Regions from separate parts of the Gossypium arboreum genome. Here region 2 is linked to region 1. A link is a contact called in public Hi-C data. All regions are on one chromosome and are shown on one strand. Each heading gives the region's core, a stretch centred on a gene start, on an enhancer-like site or on the middle of the called end of the contact. The rest is flanking DNA. Distances are from core to core; before and after follow the strand shown. Region 1 overlaps LOC108464554. Region 2 holds the start of LOC108461269 (clp protease adapter protein ClpF, chloroplastic).

The links. Hi-C and Micro-C count contacts between places; a contact is called where the count stands out from the background.
Region 2: a Hi-C map of leaf shows a contact between it and region 1, with 4 times the contacts expected there. The contact joins the promoter of LOC108461269 here to the enhancer-like site in region 1. A contact is called at or near these places in 2 of 5 Hi-C or Micro-C datasets (both in leaf).

Annotation. Positions count from the first base shown.
Region 1 is chr13:28,966,714-28,972,337 of ASM2569848v2, forward strand. LOC108464554 reads left to right here. Exons shown (of 4, transcript XM_017764910.2): 4 at 1-551. The coding sequence ends at 386. Among protein-coding and RNA genes, the nearest start is that of LOC108464554, 7.5 kb to the left of the region's middle. Within about 2 kb of position 2,633, at least 2 of the 2 cell types and tissues checked have an H3K27ac peak or open chromatin away from gene starts, as enhancers often do. A contact at or near this core is called in leaf, where this site is marked.
Region 2 is chr13:29,012,302-29,017,962 of ASM2569848v2, forward strand. It overlaps LOC108461269 (clp protease adapter protein ClpF, chloroplastic), which reads right to left and starts at 3,652. Exons shown (of 8, transcript XM_017761060.2): 1 at 3,068-3,652; 2 at 2,875-2,934; 3 at 2,512-2,606; 4 at 2,186-2,358; 5 at 1,694-1,806; 6 at 582-627; 7 at 298-338; 8 at 1-215. The coding sequence starts at 3,403. The coding sequence ends at 57. It overlaps LOC108464508, which reads right to left. Exons shown (of 15, transcript XM_053024020.1): 12 at 4,986-5,055; 13 at 4,828-4,902; 14 at 4,641-4,733; 15 at 3,970-4,445. The coding sequence ends at 4,341.

The DNA.
Region 1 (5,624 bases), core at 1,383-3,882:
TAACAACACGAACACGAAAGGGCCAAGGAAGGCGAGGAAGGCAGCGGAGGGACTTCCAAAGGGACATCCTTCCAGGTCTTGCTTCTCTATCAAGGCACGAGGTCACACAAGATCTTCAAACATTTGGAGGGCTTATGAGAGCAACAGGTCATTCATGGAATTCTGGATTGACAAGAAGAAATTGTGGTAGGGGGAGGCGACGTTCGATAACTACCTCCCCTCCTGCTTCAGCAGCAGCCACAAGTCACACACCATTAATGCAGCAGCTTAATAACACTGAATTGGGGCTCGACGATGGAAGCCTTACTGGATGGGGGAAGACAACTAGACGTCCTCGCAGGCAAAGATGTCCCGCAGGTAACCTACCATCTCTTGCATTAACCTAATTACAAGGATACCATAGAGAGAACTAGGTCAATCATTATTTCTTCACATTTGGAAGAGGTTATCGTGATTCTCGGATTTCCTTTGTACATATCTTAGCCTGAAATCTGGCTGCACTTGATTGTCTGTCTTTTGAGTGGTTATAAACAACTTGCATTATTCATAAATGATGTTACATGGTTTCTTCTAACAGCAAGATATATGACACCATTCCTTAGAGTTTTTTTTTTTTTTTCTTCGAATTTTAGTGTAACTATAAGAGCCCTTTGAATGTTTCCGGTCGACTCTGAAAATGCCTTAACTTTAAAAGGCTTCTTTTCACGATGGAGTCGTAACTTATTTTTGCCCTTTCATTCAATATGTTTCATGTAATAGTTGAGGCTATCAATGATTATGAATTTATGGTATAAAATCAAGTGGATGAGATGAGAGGAAATGAAAAAGAAGTAGAAATTTGGGATTTGGGGTGATCTTCCCATGTGAGAACAAAAGATTAAAAACAAATATTGTTTGGCTAATGTGAAATATGGTACGGTATTAGATGGGATTGAAACATTGAAATGATTTTAGAAGACAATTCATTTTAATTCAAAATAATCCAACCAAATAATTGGAAACCAAAATAATATTTAATTTCATATAAAATCAGTCTTAAATTTCAATAAAAAGAGTGAGATATTTAGCGGGGTTGGATTAGAATCAATACAACTTAGATTTTTCTAGTTGAGTATAGAGCAAATAATTAATATTTAATTTGGGATTTTGATAAATACATTTTAAACAAATAATAGTAAATAATGTTCATCTTATATTATTTCGGGAAATAATTTATGTTTTTATATTATTTTGATGAAAATTTAGTAGGAAAAAAAAAAAAAAGGAAGAGAGAGTGGGGAGGATGGGGAGAAAGGGCGCGTGAAGAGGGATGAAGAAGATCTAAGTTTTGTAGGGAAGCAGAGGAGACAGCGTGATTGTCAGATCCAAAGTTGTATAAAATCCCATTGCCTTTCCTTAGATTCTCTCTTGCCCAATTGCCTTTCTTTCTATTATTATATCCACCCAACTCTCCTTTTCTTTTTTCTTTTTTTCTCTTTTTCTCTTTTTAATTATAACTCACCCCCTCGGCTATACCTCACTTTTCAGATTGGTCCCTAATTTTTTTTTTCTTTCAAAAATGGCACCTAAACTACCAATTTTGTCTTGATTTATCCAATAAACAATATCATCGAGTAACACATGAAATATTCTTATTAGATATCATACACTTCTTGGGTAAAAATGAAACGATGATTAAAGTGCTACTCTTGACAAAAAAAAAGCTTTAAGAACTAATATGAGAATTGGGTTAGAGCAGTAGTAGGCTTAATAAGCAAATGGTTAAAATATGCTCAAGGTGACTTTTATTTCAAGGATTTTTTTATTTTTTATTTACTTTTCAAATTTAAAAATACAAGTACAGATGTTAACTTCTCTTTTGTCAAATTTAGGTTTATTACAACATTTTAGTTACATTATTGTTAAGTGAGAATTTTTTTATTCTAAAATGTTATACCAATAAAGTTAATAAAAAATTTTACTGATATTAATAATTGGACATGAATTTTAAAATTTAAAAGTAGAGGAACTAAGTTCTAAATTCAAAAAAGTACATGGACTTATAACATACTTTAACATAAGGAAATTGACATTAAATTATAATCTAAAAGTATGTAAACTGTCTCATTTTATTTCAAAAGTGTGTGGCGTATGATAAAACATTCTTATTGGTTGGTATTAGCTTTTGAGGTAAAATGGGGCAAAATGAAATTTTAGGCATGGGCATAGTGTAGAGCCAATTTGCTTATTAAAGCTTATTATTTACTAATTTTTAGCTTTCATTACTAACAACAAGGAATATAATCCCCGATGCATATTTAATATTTTGTTTTTACGTAATCTTTAGGTTTATATAGTGTAATATAAGAAACATTATGTTTTTTACTGAATTATTTTATAAATTTATGTATCAATATAAAACCCCCCATAAACTTATTTTCTTTCAAATTTCAACAATAAAAAAATATTCACGTGCACTTACTGGAACCCTTTCTTTCTTTAAACCCTACCGCTTCAATACTTGAAATAAAAACAAGTGGTTGTTCAAACCCTTTGTGGAAAACAAAACCCTATCCGCTTCCTTGTAAACATCGTTGATGTTGTCCTCTGTTGCCACCATCCCCAAACAAAGCATGAAGTAATTGGGTGTTGTTAGTTTGCAGCAACACTAACTCTTCAAACCCTTTTCTGTTTTGCTTTTTTATTTAGTAAATAAACTTAGAGAAACTTGGAAAATCATGTAAGTAACCGTGTCAAAATTAAATTGAACACTGCTCTTTTCAATTTTCAATATTTTTTATTTAGTAAATAAACTTTAGACCGATTTGCATGTAAGTAAACGTGACTGGATGTCAAAATTAAGGGTGGATTTAAGACTCAATTGATCCAATTTTAGTGGGGAATTGGGTCAAGTTGGAGGCAGCCGGGATTGAATTGGGAGTGTTTGGAGGCTCTAAGTAGAGGTGATTATGGGCCGGGCTAGGCTGGGTTTGGGCCAGGTCAAGATAAAATTTTAGGCCCGTCTACTAGGCTTGGGCCTAGGCCCGGCCCAAAATATGGGCTTAAAATTTTGTTCAAGCCCGGCCCGGCCTGGCCCATATTAATTTTTTTTCTTATTTATTAAATAAAAAATTTAAAATTTAATAAATCAAATATATTTAAAAACATAAAAATAAATATTAAAACAAATAAAAATAATACTAAAACAATTCTTAAAACAATACACAAATTAACAATATAATAAAAAATAGTTATATTAAAAATTTAAAATAATTTTAAAAAATAAAAAATATATATATTAATATATAATTCGGGCCGGGCCCGGGCCAAAAAAATCTTACCCGAGGCCCGGCCCGTTTTCTAAACAGGCCTCGTTTTTTTGCCCAAGCCCATATTTCGGGCCTATATTTTTACCCAAACCCTCCCATTTTTTGGGCGGGCCTTTGGGTCGGGCTGGGCTGGGCCGCCCGGCCTATGATCAGCTCTAACTGTAAGACCTTTCCTCTTCAACCCACCTCCCTGTTATAAATACCAACCCTTCCTCCCTCAAGAGTTTCGTCGAGTAGAACAAAGCCCCAAAGCCTCCATCAACCATACGAAAAAAAGAACAAAGCCCCAAAGGCTCCGTCTGAGTACAAAAAAGAGAACAAAGTCGAAAACCTGATGGACCTGCGATACTGTATCCCTCCTGTGTTGAATTTGATCCTTTTTATGTTCTTAATCCCTTCCAACTCGGATGGTAGTTCCTCAATCTTTGTTCGAGAATTTTCTATTATGGAGCTCCCATTTTTACTTCTTGCACTCTTCTTCCTCCTACTATTCCTCTTCACCTCCGCCGACATCCCTCTCAACGTCAATCTCATCCGCTTTCGCCCAAGAGATTTTGCCACTGCTGTAAGTGCATCGCTACTAGTCTCCCTCTTTTACCCACCTTCGCTCTTCTGGCCCTTCCATTTCTTCCACCTCCTTTCGTACCCTTGCCATGGATTCTTCTTTGATATTTTTAAACAGCTTTTCTGCTGGTTTTATGGCCTCCTTCACTCACTTCCAACTTATGTCATCGGAATCGTCCCTCGCAATGAGGAAAATCCAAGCTCACGTCCTCCTCTTCCTCTTTGATGACATTGAAGTTGGACCTATAGTAGTTAAGAGCCAGTATAATAAAGCTAAGTGTTTAGATTTTATAATTCAGTTCAAAATTTGAGGGTGTGGATGTTGTATATAGCTATTACAACTGTAATTTGTATATGTTGTGGATTTAGTAAAATTTTAGTCTTGACCAAATAATAACAGTTAAATCTATTTGGTTCAATTATGCTATTAGTCCTGTAATATGCGTAAAGTTATAGATTTAATCTATGTTCTCCAACTGGATCATTCTTAATCGCTATATATTTTTTTTTCCAAAATTTTAGTCTTAATCAAGTTAGTTAGTATCGTGCCCGTGGGCATACCATTTTTCTATTGGTATTGGTACATATCAGTACTAGTGTACTATTTCGAGTTTATCGATTTTTTTTAAAAAAATTGATATATGTATATAAAAAGTATTTACAATTATCAAATAATGAGGTTAAATATATCTCAAATATAAAATACTCATCAAAATAAAATTTCGACTGAAGTGCTAAATTAAAGATTTTAAAAATGTCAGTGGCATGAGTTCAAATCTCATCGTATTTAAATTTTAAGATAAGAAAAATACTAATCAATTATATATAATATTCTTTAATAAACTTCACAAATGCAATCGATCATTAAATAAACTCAAAATAAACAAGTAAAAAATTATTTCATAAATTAAACTATAATATCATCTTATACTATACATATAACAATTCATAATTCAATAAATTCAAAATAAGTACTAAAATTTAAATTTAAAATATTTTTAAAAATATTTTTACAAGTAAATAATAAAAATACATTTAAATTTAAAATATATTTTAAAATTATTTTTTGGTATCGGCTAGTACACCATATTCCGGTCGGTATGCATCGGTACGACTGAAACTTGCACTAGAACAAAACCTCAAGTTTATTGTTCTAGTGTATTATCAGAACGATGCATCTGACCAAGATCTTAGTGGTACCAAAACAAGACTGCTCACGATGGTCTTAATGCAAACGACAACCATTAAATCTATTAATTTATTTCTTATGAGTAATTTATGAAAATAACAAGCCGACCTAATATTACATGTCACATGCTTAGAACTTTAGCGAAGCAAACATACGGCCTTAGATTTGGTATTTTGTTAACGAGTTTAAATCAACCTTCGATCCTCGCTTGGGAGAGGCTTTGGGCACACTTAGCCTAGGCAACCAATGGAAAACGGGAACCTAGATTAGCATAAGAGATGTAACACCCCTCACCCCACCCAATCGTTAGGTCCAAGTTACGGGATATTATAGTCATTGTTGGAGAAACTATAGTCAAACATACTGTAATTATTTTAAACAAAAAATCGTGTCATAAATACATTCATAATGTGGTATACAATTAAATTCGAGCCTTAATCAAGCTTACGAAAGCTCTTTTATTGACTCGAGCACAAAATAGGATCAAATTGTAAAGTTTTGAAAATTCAGGGCCGACATCACGATGTCACCTTCTCCATGTTGTGATGTCACTGAACAGTTTG
Region 2 (5,661 bases), core at 2,402-4,901, 47 kb after region 1:
GTGTCTTCATCATATACTTGCTTTCCCACTATTGATGAAAATGTGGCCTAATTTGTTCATGCAGCAGCACCACCACCTTCGTCACCTTCGGGATCGAGGGGAATTTCATGGCGAGGCCTGTTGTACTTCTCACGAAGCTGCTTGATAGGGATGAAATCACCGGCTGCATCCATCCCGTAGAATAGAAAAGAAACATAGGGATGGTCAAACCGTCTCTGCACATGGATATAGGCAGCCACGGTGAATCGAAGAGGATGGTATCAAGTATTATGTTTTGTTAATTATAGTTCCACTCACCAAATCTGGTTGTTCTGGGGCTAAAAGATTCTCCTCAGGAACTGCAGCATAAAGAAACATAAATTGAGTTCATCAGTGGAGTAGCTACATGACTTTCAAAAAGTTACTACAAGACAAATATATCTAGCATTGCTATCAGAGGTAAGAACTAGGCAAAAAGATCATAACTTAATCAAATTAAAAAGAGATAACGATGAAGAAACTACCAATTTCAAACAGCTAAAGAGACAAAGGTAAACTATATCAAAAGGAATCAAGCCAACAGCAATACTGAAATGCTTTACCATATGCTACTAGTAGATTGGGGTCAGCATATACATCAACCAAGACCTGGAAAACAACACAGACCACATTAGAATATATGGTTAAATCAGCCCATTCTATATCATGCATGCTCTTTGTCGTAGTTGCTGCTATTTTATAGATTTGTATTTCAGTACTATGGAGTTTAACCCTTATTAGTGTACTCTAATGAAAAATCTTTCCGGGTAAAGCAAATTATTTCCTCCAATTTCTCAGAATCTTTGAACATTATCACTGCAATAAATCATGGTAAGTTTTGATAAAGTTTTTTTCTGAATAGGGACAGTCTACTTTTCCGGGCAAAGCACGCAACAGCTATCCCCTCTCTTTCTGTAGTACATGATCCTATCAATATTACAAGGAAAAATTGTCTATGATTAACTGACCTTATACCACATAAAAAGCATGTTCTTATTTAGTTGACAATGTAAGAAACAATATGAATGATAATTAACATTTTTTATAACTGAAAATTTTAAATAAAGGTTCTTTTATTTTTTGGTAATCTTTTTGAGGCAGGAAAAGCACACTCCCTGAATATTAAACAAAGAGGGCATGTAAATATTGTGGATGCCATCAGCGCATCCTCAATGCTGGAATGACCTGGCAATACACACTAACATGCACTAAAGGAAATAAGTTTCCAGTGGCAGAGACTAACTGGTTATTCAATTGATAGTCAGAACGGAAAAGCAATGAAGGTCAAGTGTATAAGGTCCAAATTTTGAACAATCATCAACTAGAAAATAGGCAAAGAGAAGTTAGCGCACTATTGAACTTGGTCATATTTGTTTATTGCATGGTAAAATCTTACAGGAAGCACTCATAAAGCCTACCAGGATTTTTCTGATCCAAATGCTTATTGTTTCTGTATAGAAATTATGTTTTATTGGTTTCTATGTCATAATAATATATCCATACCAAAAGAGAAAGTTCATTGACCATTGCAAAACTTAGGAGGCTTCAAGAAAAGAAGAGCAGATATAACAGGTCATACATGGGGTTCATTGCATTGAAAGCTAAATATTATCTCGATTATAAGAAAAGAATACTGCTCATTCCAGATGAATTTAAATATAAGTACTAATCAAACCTGATAAAATGGCTGATTAGAACCATGAGACAACTTTTCAACCTGTGCAGCTTCCATCCATGTACTTGATTCACAGCACACTGGATCCATCCCACAAATTACAGCTCGATAACCTGGATAATATAAACAAGTAGGGAATGACAAGACAAGAGGACAAGAACCTTGTATTAATGCTTGTCACAGTAAATCTCGATGGATGTAATACTTTACAGGGTTGTACTTCGCTCTCATCTTCTCTCTGTCCTATCTTTCTCTATCTTTAGAAAGAAGGGTGGGATTTTGGGGGAGGGAGAGGGAGGCTGAGCGAGTACAAAAGCTGTAGCACATCGACAAGCAATAGCATACTGAAATATAAAGGAATTATTAAATAGAAAAGGAAAAAGAAATCAATTCCCAATTGTGGAATTTAGGGTAAAGGGATGGAGGAGAAGAAACAAAGGGAGGACATTAATAGCTGATATAATTTACTGGAAATCATGTTTGATGGTATACCAAAAATTTTATGCTGAACTTTCTGTCCCAAACGAAAAGCGTATTGTGCCTTTTCATATGCCAATGCTTTTGCAGATGCAGCCAAAGATTCAGCCTCGAGTATAGAAATGTCATCCCGTAATTGAGCTGCCAAAGCATAATTTTCATTCTCGATTGCATTGTGCAGTTCTCCACTGCAATGAAACAAAGAAAATGAATAGCCTGAAGCACTCAAGTGTATCTAAATAAAAAATAAAAAAGAAGATACTCCAAATCCTCAATCTCTCATAAAAATCAATACTCTGCACTATAAGAAGAGTGCATATAACATAAGCGAGGGACCTCACCGTAGACGCACAAGACTTAGTGCCTTATCTTGAGCTTCACTCTTTGAGGACAAACCTCTTTTTGCTTCTTGCTGCTTGAGGATTTCTGCTTCAACCTTCATAGCAGAACACTTGTTAATGAAAAGACACTTACGTACACATGTCTCAGCTCCATTTTTTATGGACAAACTTGGATACACATTGTACCAACCAAGCTTACATAAATTCATGATACTAAATAATGAAATAAAGAACTGATGCATGCAAAATGAGTACAAAGAAAACTAAAAATCTACCATAGTAATCATTTCATTAACAACTAATAGCCAGTGGAAAGCTTCCAAAAGAGTCCAACAATTAATATCAGGTCTTCTAAGTTCTAACCTCAGTAAGCTTGTTTCTAAGTTGCTGTGCAAATTCATATTCTTCCAAGTTCAAAGCACGCTGCAAATCCACAGAAAAACAACATAAAAAATGACCGAATCCTATAAACTGAGAGATAAACAGAAATAACTATTAATAAAAGATAAAATTCATATCATAGATGAAAAAAAAACACAAGCTCACATCACCAAACCTGAACTTGAGTAGCCAAGTCTAATTGGAAAAAGAAAATCAGTATATCTTCATTAGCAGTCTCACTACGCTCTGAGCTTGCACCCAATTCCCGGTCACCTCCTTTAAACGGCCAACCAACTTTAACCCCAAAGTTCCTTTTCTTCATCAAATTGGGATTGCCATTAAAGTAAAAACTTGGTACATACCCATGCCTGAAATATTGTCTACTAATCCCATATTTCATATGACCTTTTCCAATTATCTCAAATTGCCGCCTCCCGCCTACTTCTGTTCCATAAATAGCCGTGTTTCCAGAGGTTGTTAAAGTACTGCTTAATGAAAGGGTCTGCACCATTTTTCTTGGAAAACAAAATGATTTTTTTTCCTCTTTCTTGATTGAAACCAACTAAAATGAAATTCTGGGCATTTAATTTCGTCCTCACAAAATTAATTTCAGGCTTTTTATATCAAAAAGAAAAAGGAGAAACTTCATTAATTTCAGGCTTTCAGCGACTCAGATGAAGGGAAGGGGAGAATTAAAAATAAACAAAAATAAAAATAAAGATAAAAAAAATTATATGCAATCTGTGGATTACAGGATCGAGTGTGTTATTGAACAGAATCCTGACACGTAAGATTCCTTAGGCCCGATAGGCCAGCAACCAACTTGGATCATTTCTTGCCTCTGTTACTGGGCTGGAGCAAAGAAATATTGATTCTATTTTATTCAAAATAAATTATATTTTTTTGATTATTTTTTAAATGTATTTGATTCAAATTGGATTTCTGTTTACAGGTTGAATTTTATTTTTACTTAATTTATAATTTCTTAGTTTTATAGTGCAAAAATAAATATTTATATTTTAAATGAGTGAAAATAACTTTAAAATGCTTTTTAAAAAAATAAAAATAAAAACGACAGATTTGAACGGTAATGATTCATTTAAAAATGAAGTACAAATTAGAATTCAAAGCTCAACACTTACAATCTGATCTGTCTAAAGTCGACCATGTCCATAATCGACAGATTCAAAACCCCGACAATCCCTTCCCCTCTTTAAAACATGCCAAGAAAGAGTCCACTTTCTCAGGATGTAGTGCAACATGTTGAAATCAAATAGAAAAGCTCACATCACCATGAAATATATATTATTAACAAACATATCATTGCTCAAAAAATAAAACGAAAAAAAAAGAAACATATCTACATGAAAAACCAAACACAACCAACCCACTACCTGCCTACAAATACAAGGTGATGAGGAAATCAAACCAAGAATTACTGGCTTTCATCAACTCTGAAACTGTGTATTTAAATGTTCTATGGTCGATGATATATGTATTTCGTTCGAGGGTCTACAATAAGACCCTTTCCACCGTTCACTTCTATATCGTGCCTGCAATATCAGTGTTAACCAAATGTTTAGAATCATTTCTATCAACATACAATATAACTAAGGTGAATCATGAAAAAAAACTGTTGGATAACTTGATTGGATTGTAGGACTGCATAAGAACATCCATTGCCAAAAGACTATAAATGATGCTATGCTTCGTTTTATATGATAAAAGGATAAAACTAGAACACTCAACTGAAACACGAAATCAGGGATGGTCAACTGCTCGCGAGGAACATATTTGAATTGCTGCAGAAGCCTATCAACATATACCACTTTCTTCCACACCTGTATATCATTTCCAAGAACATCAAGTTACCAAGATTCCTCAGCAGTGACATCAGTCTTCAAATGAGAGAAATAGTTAAGACTTAAGACATACCACCTTATCCACGAACATTTGCAGAGCAAAAATTGCAGTCTTCAAGTGAAATGTAGGATGGAGAACATATATTGCCTTTGCAAAACATGTAAAATGATAAAATAACTATTGTTGTGTATGAATACTAAAAACATTAGGAATAGAAAGTGCCTACATACATGCAGGTTACGTTGGTGTTTCCGACCAAGTATTTGCTGTAATCTTCTCATCCATCCCAAGTCTGGTTGGCTGGTTATACCAGAACGCGAAAAAAAAAAATGTAACATGAGCAGGGAATAAAAATTCACATCGAATTTAACCATAACCAAGAACGGTTTGTATTAATTAAATCAAAATTTCCTAACCAAGATTTTATTTTCCCAAGACAAGGCACAACCTTCTTGTTTGTTTTCATTGCTTTGAGTTATGCAATTTTGCTTGTGATTTTGTCAATGTCTAGGAATTGTTCTAATATTAGAAAATATTACATGCAACATCAGTGAACAAGTTGTATGAGGAGCTCGAAGATTGACTAGCTATCAGAAGTGTAAAGAAATTATTGATCACTCAGTAAATCACACACAGATTCTTACCCCATTATCGTTTGCTTCCTCTCTGTTTTAATATATGTTAACATTTGGTGATCAGATAAATCAACTTCACAACTAGGAAAAAACTGACAGACAGCAGCTAAGCTATGATACTGAGATAATAGCATTGTTTAACAACGAAAGGTCAAAAAGCCTTCACTTAGAGAACAAAAACATTTAACGAATCCCACCAAACATTAACCCCAGGTAGTTTCTTTAAAGTGCATCAAATAAGCCAAATTTCTCATAACCATACAATACTTAC